Linked DNA regions of Mus musculus: region 1 is linked to region 2. The links are chromatin contacts, called in public Hi-C maps. All regions are on one chromosome and are shown on one strand. Each heading gives the region's core, a stretch centred on a gene start, on an enhancer-like site or on the middle of the called end of the contact. The rest is flanking DNA. Distances are from core to core; before and after follow the strand shown.

Region 1 (3,785 bases), core at 987-3,486, 110 kb before region 2:
TGGGATGTCCCTAGGTGGGGCACTCTCTGGATGGACTTTCCTTTAGTTTCTGCTCCACTCTTTGTCCCTGCATTTCCTTTTGACAGGAGGAATTCTAGATTAATATTTTTGAGGTAGGTGGGTGGCCCCATCCCTCAACTGGAAGCCATGCCTATACATTGGATATGGTCTCTACAGGTTCTATCTCGCCTTTGTTGGGTATTTTGGCTAAAATCCTCCCTGTTGGGTCCTGGGAACCTCTTGGGTCCCTGGCATATGGGATTTTGTAGTGGCTGCTCCTAGTTCCCTCTCCCTCACTGCTACACACCTACTTTCATATTACTGACCCTCTGTACTTCTCCCTCATCACCTCCCATATCTGAACTGGTCCCCCTTTTTCCCTCCCCTTCTTCTCTCCATCCCAGATCCCTCTCTCCCTCTATTTCCCAGAGATTATTCTCTTCCCCCTACTGAATAGGACTGTAGCATCCACACTTTGGTGTGATCTTTTTTTTTCTTTGGTTTCATATGGTCTGTTGGGTTGTGTCATGGGTATTCTGCGCTTCTTTTTGGCTAATATCCACATATCAGTGAGTACATACCATGTGCGTTCTTTTGTGATTGGGTTATCTCACTCAGGATGAAAATTTTAAGTTCTGTCCATTTGCCTGTGAATTTCATGAAATTATTGTTTATAATAGTTGAGTAGTACCTGTAGTGTAAATAAATGTACCACATTTTTGTATCAATTCCTCTGTTGAGGGATATCTGGGTTCTTTCCAGCTTCTGGCTCTTATAAATAAGGTTGGTATGAACATAGTGGAGCATGTGTCCTTGTCTTCACATCTTTACCAGCATCTGCTGTCACCTGAATTTTTGATCTTAGCCATTCTGACTGGTGTGAGGTGGAATCTCCGGTTTGTTTTTATTTGCATTTCCCTGATGACTACGGATGTTGAACATAAGAAAGAAAGCATTTCTTAAGTGTTTCTGTGCCATATGAGTTTCCTCAGTTGAGAATTCTCTGTTTAGCTCTGTACCCCATTTTTAATAGGGTTATTTGTTTCTCAGTAGTCTAACTTCTTGAGTTCTTTGTATATATTGGATATTAGCCCTCTATTGGATGTAGGGTTGGTAAAGATCTTTTCCCAATCTGTGGATTGCTATGATGTCCTATTGACAGTGTTCTTTGCCTTACAGAAGCTTTTCTGTTTATTTATTTATGCATTTATTTATGTATTTATTTAATGTATATAAGTACACTGTTGCTGTGTTCAGACATACCAGAAGAGGGCATCAGATCCCCCTACAAATGGTTGTTAGCCACCATGTGGTTGCTGGGAATTGAACTCAGGACATCTGGAGGAGCAGTCCGTGCTCTTAACCACTGAAACACCTCCAGCTCCCCGTTTTTCTTTTTCTTAATGTTTATAGTCTTTATACATTTCAGTTTGTGTCTGTGTTTGGAAAAATAGCCTTCTCCTCTCTATAGGCTAATTTATGTGACTCACCTTTACCTGCAAACCTAGCTAAAGAGTCCAGGTGTTATTTTTTTTGTTGTTGTTAGCTTTCGCACGTACGCAGACTTCTGTCTTCAGGTACTGATAATCTCTGTCTCCTTCTGGTCTTTGACTGTGTCACCTTGTCACAGTACCTTTTCTATGAGAGATGTGAATAAATATCCATTTATCCCATATATGATTCCACCAAAGACTAACTTGAGTACCATGGTATGTAAGAAACATATAAGAACATGTTTATATTTTTCCACAATGTCAGAATCTATTGAACAGATACAGTCTCAAGCAATTTCAATGCTAGCTAGCTTGTCAGGCTTTCCCCTTGTCCTTTGCAACTCTTGTGAAAGGAGCACGAGTTCGTATGTTCTAAGTTTAATTAATAATATTTATTTCAGATCCCACGTAGCACACCATAAAGTAAATGTACTAGTCTGTCTATCTATCTGTATGTCTGTGGACGTGGATGTGAGCATGTATAAAAGTTGTAAAATGAGGACAAAGGGGCAAGGAATTTGAAGAGGCCTGGGAAGCTGATGTTGAGAAACAAATGGGAATGTTGAGAGTCTCTGTGCTGATAAGATAATGATCCAGAAGTGACCTGCAGGGAAGAAGTTTCTCAAATGAGTCATTGCAGCTGCACAGCAGAGGTTGAGGTGCAAATTGCTGAGTCTTGCCTAGCCCCGGAGGTAAAGGGCAGGAGCACAGGGATACGTGGAGGAAAAAAGGTCATGCAGACAGCATAAGGGGCTGCAACATTCTTAAGTGTATCCCCCTTAGTTTAATCTTTTGCTTTGTTTTATAAACCAGCCTTGATCTAAGGTAGCACCTTCCTGGGATAACCCCCCACTCTAAATGTAGATGAGTAACAAAAACATTAAAAGACAGCACGCAAAAAGGAGAATGGAATATGTGGCCTGAAATTTAGCCTCCCTACCAGTCTTCAGCTTTTCTAGGTTTATAAGAGCCTGCCATTGTAAAGAGGCAGTTTGTAGTATTTTGGGGATTAAGATGGTGTTAGTTAGTCAGCTAATGGATGGATCACAGGGCTCCCAATGGAGGAGCTAGAGAAAGTACCCAAGGAGCTAAAGGGATCTGCAACCCTATAGGTGGAACAACATTATGAACTAACCAGTACCCCAGAGCTCTTGACTCTAGCTGCATATGTATCAAAAGATGGCCTAGTTGGCCATCACTGGAAAGAGAGGCCCATTGGACACGCAAACTTTATATGCCCCAGTACAGGGGAACGCCAGGGCCAAAAAGGGGGAGTGGGTGGGTAGGGGAGTGGGGGTGGGTGGCTATGGGGGACTTTTGGTATAGCATTGGAAATGTAAATGAGCTAAATACCTAATAAAAAATGGAAAAGAAAAAAAAAGATGGTGTTAGTTATGCGATATCCTTTAGAAGATATAAAGCCCTTCTCCTTCCAAAAATGAGAATGTGGTTGTGGATAATATAAAAGGCATATATAGAATTAGTATAGATACTTTATTGGTGATCCCTTGGCTATTGTTATGACGGGTTAGTTCAAGAAGCTCATAGGTTGTAAAATGATTACAGGTGGGAGGGGTCCTCAACTCCAAAACTGAGTCTGAGGTAGCCATAGCATAGCCCTTCTTAGTTGGTTCCTGCATTTTGGTTATGACCCTATCTATCAACTGTGTGGGAACTATAGCAGGTAAAGGAGAAGCAGAAATGTTTGGAAGAGGCTTTAAAACATGGTCTAATATCTCAGAGAAATCATGAGAAGGGGTTTTGAGAAGGCAGTAAACAAATAAATAAAAGGTAAGTATAGTTGTATTTAGGGAAAGACATCTTTGTCGAGATATATCAGTAGTTTTAGAGAAGTGACTTGCATAGCTTAGAGTTAAAAACAGGAGGAGATCATGGAGACTAGTGGGTTAAGAAAGTTTGTAGACTGGCCTCTGAAAGACCCAAAAAGCAACTGAAAGAGTCAGACATAGATATTTTCACCCAACCAGTGGAGAGAAGCTGGTGAACCCTGTGGTTGAATTAGGGAAAAGCTGGAAGAAGCAGAGGAGGAGGGCAACCCTCTAGGAGGTCCAGCAGTCTCAATTAATCTGGACCCCCGAGATCTCTCAGATACTGGACCACCAAACAGGCAGCATACACAAGCTGAGGACTACTGAGTCTGGGTTTAGTCAGAGAAGATGCACCTAACCCTCAAGAGACTGGAGGCCTCAGGAAGTAGGGAGGTCTTGGTAGGGTGGGGCGTTGGGGGTGGGGACATCCTTGTGGAGATAGGGGGAGGAGGTATGGGATGTG
Region 2 (4,059 bases), core at 1,540-4,039:
ATTCACTGTGAAACTTTATCACAAAGATAGGAGAGGCTCAAAGAAAGGGAGCCAGATGCAGGATGACCTAATCCTGAGATGATAAGAACCTGGAGAATCTAGCATGAGGATCAATGAATCCCAGTGATCTCAAAGTTTAAAGAAAGTTTCACAACGTCAGAGTAGATGGAGTGATAAACCTGGAGACAGGCCTGGAGTCCTAGACTTTCTGTTGCCACTCCTTTTGTAAGATCTTAGATGAGCCCCCACAGTTAGCTCAGCAGAAAGGTGAAGTCATTAGATAGATTCCTAAGATATCTCCCAAACTGCATATGTGAGCCTAAAATTTCATCGGTACCCAAAAAGCATAATAATCAAGTTATAGCAATTTGTATGTTAGAACAAAAAGTACAAATATGTTATGCTGAGCCATTGAAGGAGGGTGGTCTTTGAACTTCCTTTTCTTTCTGAGGTTTCTTATTCTCAGTCTCTTAGCCCTGTATATCCTTTGCTACCATAACTCCTAAACTGTACCCATCAGTATCCTGCTAGTTCTCAAATCTTAACCCAAAGATTAATTTGTCAGTGGCCTTTTTTTTTCTGATACACTCAAGCTGGAAATCAACTCTTTCTGAGTGTTTATAACACACTATATAATCTCTATCACAGCAGTAATTACAGGTCTTTGTCTTAGTTGAGTATGTCTTTATTCTTAATTATAGTTAAATCTGAGAAAAAAAATTCATTTGGGGTTCTTCTGTGCCTTGGTGTAGCTAGCAGATGAGCTTTGTTCAACATAACACATATTGAATTTTTCCAAGCCAATATTACCAAGCAACATCCCATCTGAAATGTTGGAGCAAGTTAGTAAGGAAACAAAGACAAGTGTTGCATTCATTAGCAATTCAACTTTTAAATGTTTTTTGTCTTGATTTTGCCTTTTATAATTTCAGACAGAAAAAAAAACATAAAAAGTATATGACATAATTTTAAAAAGACAGAGTCTAATGGAGATCAGATCACCTTGAATCAATAATGATCCCTCCTGCAAGTGCTGAGATGATATACTCAGCTTCGGTTTTTGTTTTGTTTGGAACCCAGGATCATTGTTCCACTAAGCTATACACTGTATACAGCTTAGTAGAACAGATACTTAAATACTTTTCATCAACTTCCCCAATCATTGTCATCTTTCAGTTTTTAAAATCATGAAACTAACTACAGCATGGTAGTATCTGATCTAAATGATTCATTCCAAGCCCATTGGAGACCTTTTTAAAAATCTACCAATGGCTACCCTATTTTTTTTTTTTTTGAGAGAGAGAGAGAGAGAGAGAGAATCTATGTAGCTCTGGCTGCCCTCAAACTTGCAAGGATCTGCCTGCCTCTTTTTCTCAAATGCTAGGATTAAAGGTTGGTGCCACCAAGCCTGGCAATGAACTTTTTCTTATCTAATATGTAAATTTAAGACTGTATACTACCTTAACTGCCTTGGTTTCCTTTAAAGTGAAGTGGCGTTAGGATGTTAAGATGTTCCTTTTACTTTCAGGACCTTGATACCTTTAAAGAGTTTTGATATTTATTTTGTAGAATTTTCTTCATTTTAGGTTTATTATCTCATGAAACAAATGATCTCTATATGTCCTATTACAATTGATGTTAATTTTGATCCTTTGGTTCCTCTGTTCTAAAGTCATTATTTTTTCTTTTGATAATTATTTTAAAGGCATATGCTTTGATCTATGTGTTCTATTTTCATAATGGTTTAGTCTACTAGTTTCTTCATATGTGGATGAAATAGTTATTATTGTGATAGTTTCAAAATAATAATTTTTACTTATACTCTTTTTTTATACCTACTGGCTGAACTTCTACTAATACATACTTTAATTTACTTACTTATTCATTGATTTATTTATATAAAATGTGGTTTGATATTTTTTACAAATTAGTAATATATTTATTTTCAGTATAGTTTTATAAAACTATTGACTACACTTTAAACTAAAATAATTCTTTTTTATTTTTTATTTTTATTATTTTTGAGTTGATGTACAAAATTTTCAATTTTTAAATAATGACAATTACTTATGCTGTAGATGATAATGTCAAATAGAGAAGCTGTTATGCATGGGTTTTTATTTTATATACACAGTAAGTTATAATTCAGCACTGTGGTTCTTTATTTTGTTTGAACCAAGTTATAAAGAGAAATTTTTCTCTTCTGATTTTATTCAGTTCTGTTTACTGACCTAGGGACAGCCTTGTGAAGCTTTTACTCCTAATTGGAGTTTCTCTACTCAAAAAGCAGGAGGCCAATTTTCCCTAAACAACATCAAATCATGAGCACATCTAGCATAATGCCATGTGCCCAGTAGTATACAAAAAAATGTTTTTTGTTACTGAAGCAGGTAGCTCTGAATCCTTGACAGAATAAAAGACCAAACTTTGGTTTATTACAAGTAATTTTCCTCCGGACATATGTGCAGGCGTTATTTCCTTTGCCATTGCACATATTGAGTACTGAATCAAGTTCTTTGCATTTAAAACTTGTCTAGAGGCACTGCTCACAGAACAAGGAAGTAAAAAATGCTGGCGTTGCTTCTAGATGAGAGTGGATCACTGGTGTTTTTTACTGTGCATTTCTGCCTTGCATGGAAGATACCAAACCCGTTCATCTCAACCCAGGTCCTGATTGAGAACTGATAAGTAGGACCTAAGAGAAAACAGAGCTTGGGACTAGGTCATGACCCCTCCTGTTTGTTGGGAGTGAGCATATAAATTGGGAGACCGGTGAACAGACGTTCTCTGCTTGAGCCACTTCGCTCTGGGACTCCAAAGGGCAGAGAACGCTCAGTAGCCTCCGGAGTGAGAAAGTCCGGCCTTAGGTGAAAGCGCCCTCCGTCTCTGATCTGACCTCAGAGCTGCAGTTTGAAGTCTCACTTCAGGTAAGTAAGGTCGTTCAGTCTTAGCGGGATATGTTTTTATTTTAGTTTAAAAGTATGTCTGTTTGGAATGCATTTTACAGGTTCCAGGTTACTTAGAAAATAGGAAATTTTGTAATGTGGTAGACCAAGATTTTAGGGGCTTGAATCTTAAAATATGGTATATTGTCTTTATAAACAGTAGTAATAAATTATTTGGTTTAGCAAGTATAATAAAAATAGCCACATATGCAACTTGCCCGGGTGCCTCTCAGAGACTTGGAAAGTCACCTGTGCGAGTCTGGACCCCTGAAGTTTCACGTGGCTCCTCCGGGCGGATCAAACACGTGGACTCTGAGAGCAGTCTGTACTAGGGATCCTATAGTTTCTCTCCTATCCTGTAAGTCTATGCAGCCTTCATTGCTCTAGTTAGAACCAGACCTGGGGATATAGAATATATAGGTGAAGCTGCGTGTTTAGTTGGAATAGTAAAGGACCTGGATGACTTTTCTAATGCCCGATTCTCCCATAGAAGCCACAAAGCAAAAGCCACTGAACAAAGAGAAGTAGAAGGAAAGGAAGGTAGATAAGGCAGTGTCGTAGATGTATTCTATTTGAGAGTGAACTATTAGCAATGTGACAATCTAACAAAACTGTACTATCAACATTTGTAAACTTTAGCTCTGCCTAAATCATATTTTTCTGCCTTTATAAAATTGAAATTTTGTGTTCTTCTGAAACAGCTGCTGTTACAAATCTGTTATGGTTTTCAGGAATAATTCTAAACGCTAGGGTACAAACTCGATTCTTTTTTAACAGATTGTTAGTATTTAGAAGTTACTCACAGGAAATACAAAATAACAGGGAACAACATCATTTCACTTGATCTGAAAGCCACAAAGAGCTCAAGGGGGAAAGAAATGATGAGAATTTCAGTAGCTTGGTAAAAACATAATGGGACTTTCGTATAGAATAAGATTCTATCTGCTTGGAGGATACAGGCTGACAGACCTGAGACGCCAGTAATTTAAAGGAACAGTGTTTCTCACCGGGAAGTCTGGCTGCAGATAGGTAGCTGGACTTGCTGACATACCCTCAAGGCACACCGGAGCACATAGTTTGTACCAAAGATTCTCAAACAGAGAAGTCACTTAGA

The links. Hi-C and Micro-C count contacts between places; a contact is called where the count stands out from the background.
Region 1: a contact with region 2 is called in a Hi-C map of extraembryonic ectoderm, with 4 times the contacts expected there. The contact joins the enhancer-like site here to the promoter of Rps6ka6 in region 2. A contact is called at or near these places in 5 of 39 promoter capture datasets (embryonic stem cells, liver, stem cell-derived epiblast-like cells and 1 more), 24 of 484 Hi-C or Micro-C datasets (the HL-1 cell line, differentiating embryonic stem cells, embryonic stem cells and 5 more), 3 of 115 datasets of contacts at active chromatin or transcription factors (embryonic stem cells, extraembryonic endoderm stem cells and trophoblast stem cells) and 2 of 9 other capture datasets (adipose tissue and liver).

The regions. Positions count from the first base shown.
Region 1 is chrX:111,643,447-111,647,231 of GRCm38.p6, reverse strand. The region is part of intron 4 of Hdx (highly divergent homeobox); the gene reads left to right. Among named protein-coding and RNA genes, the nearest start is that of Hdx, 52 kb to the left of the region's middle. Within about 2 kb of position 2,236, at least 10 of the 459 cell types and tissues checked have an H3K27ac peak or open chromatin away from gene starts, as enhancers often do. A contact at or near this core is called in extraembryonic ectoderm and trophoblast stem cells, where this site is marked.
Region 2 is chrX:111,536,689-111,540,747 of GRCm38.p6, reverse strand. It overlaps Rps6ka6 (ribosomal protein S6 kinase polypeptide 6), which reads left to right and starts at 2,789. Exons shown (of 25, transcript NM_025949.3): 1 at 2,789-2,927.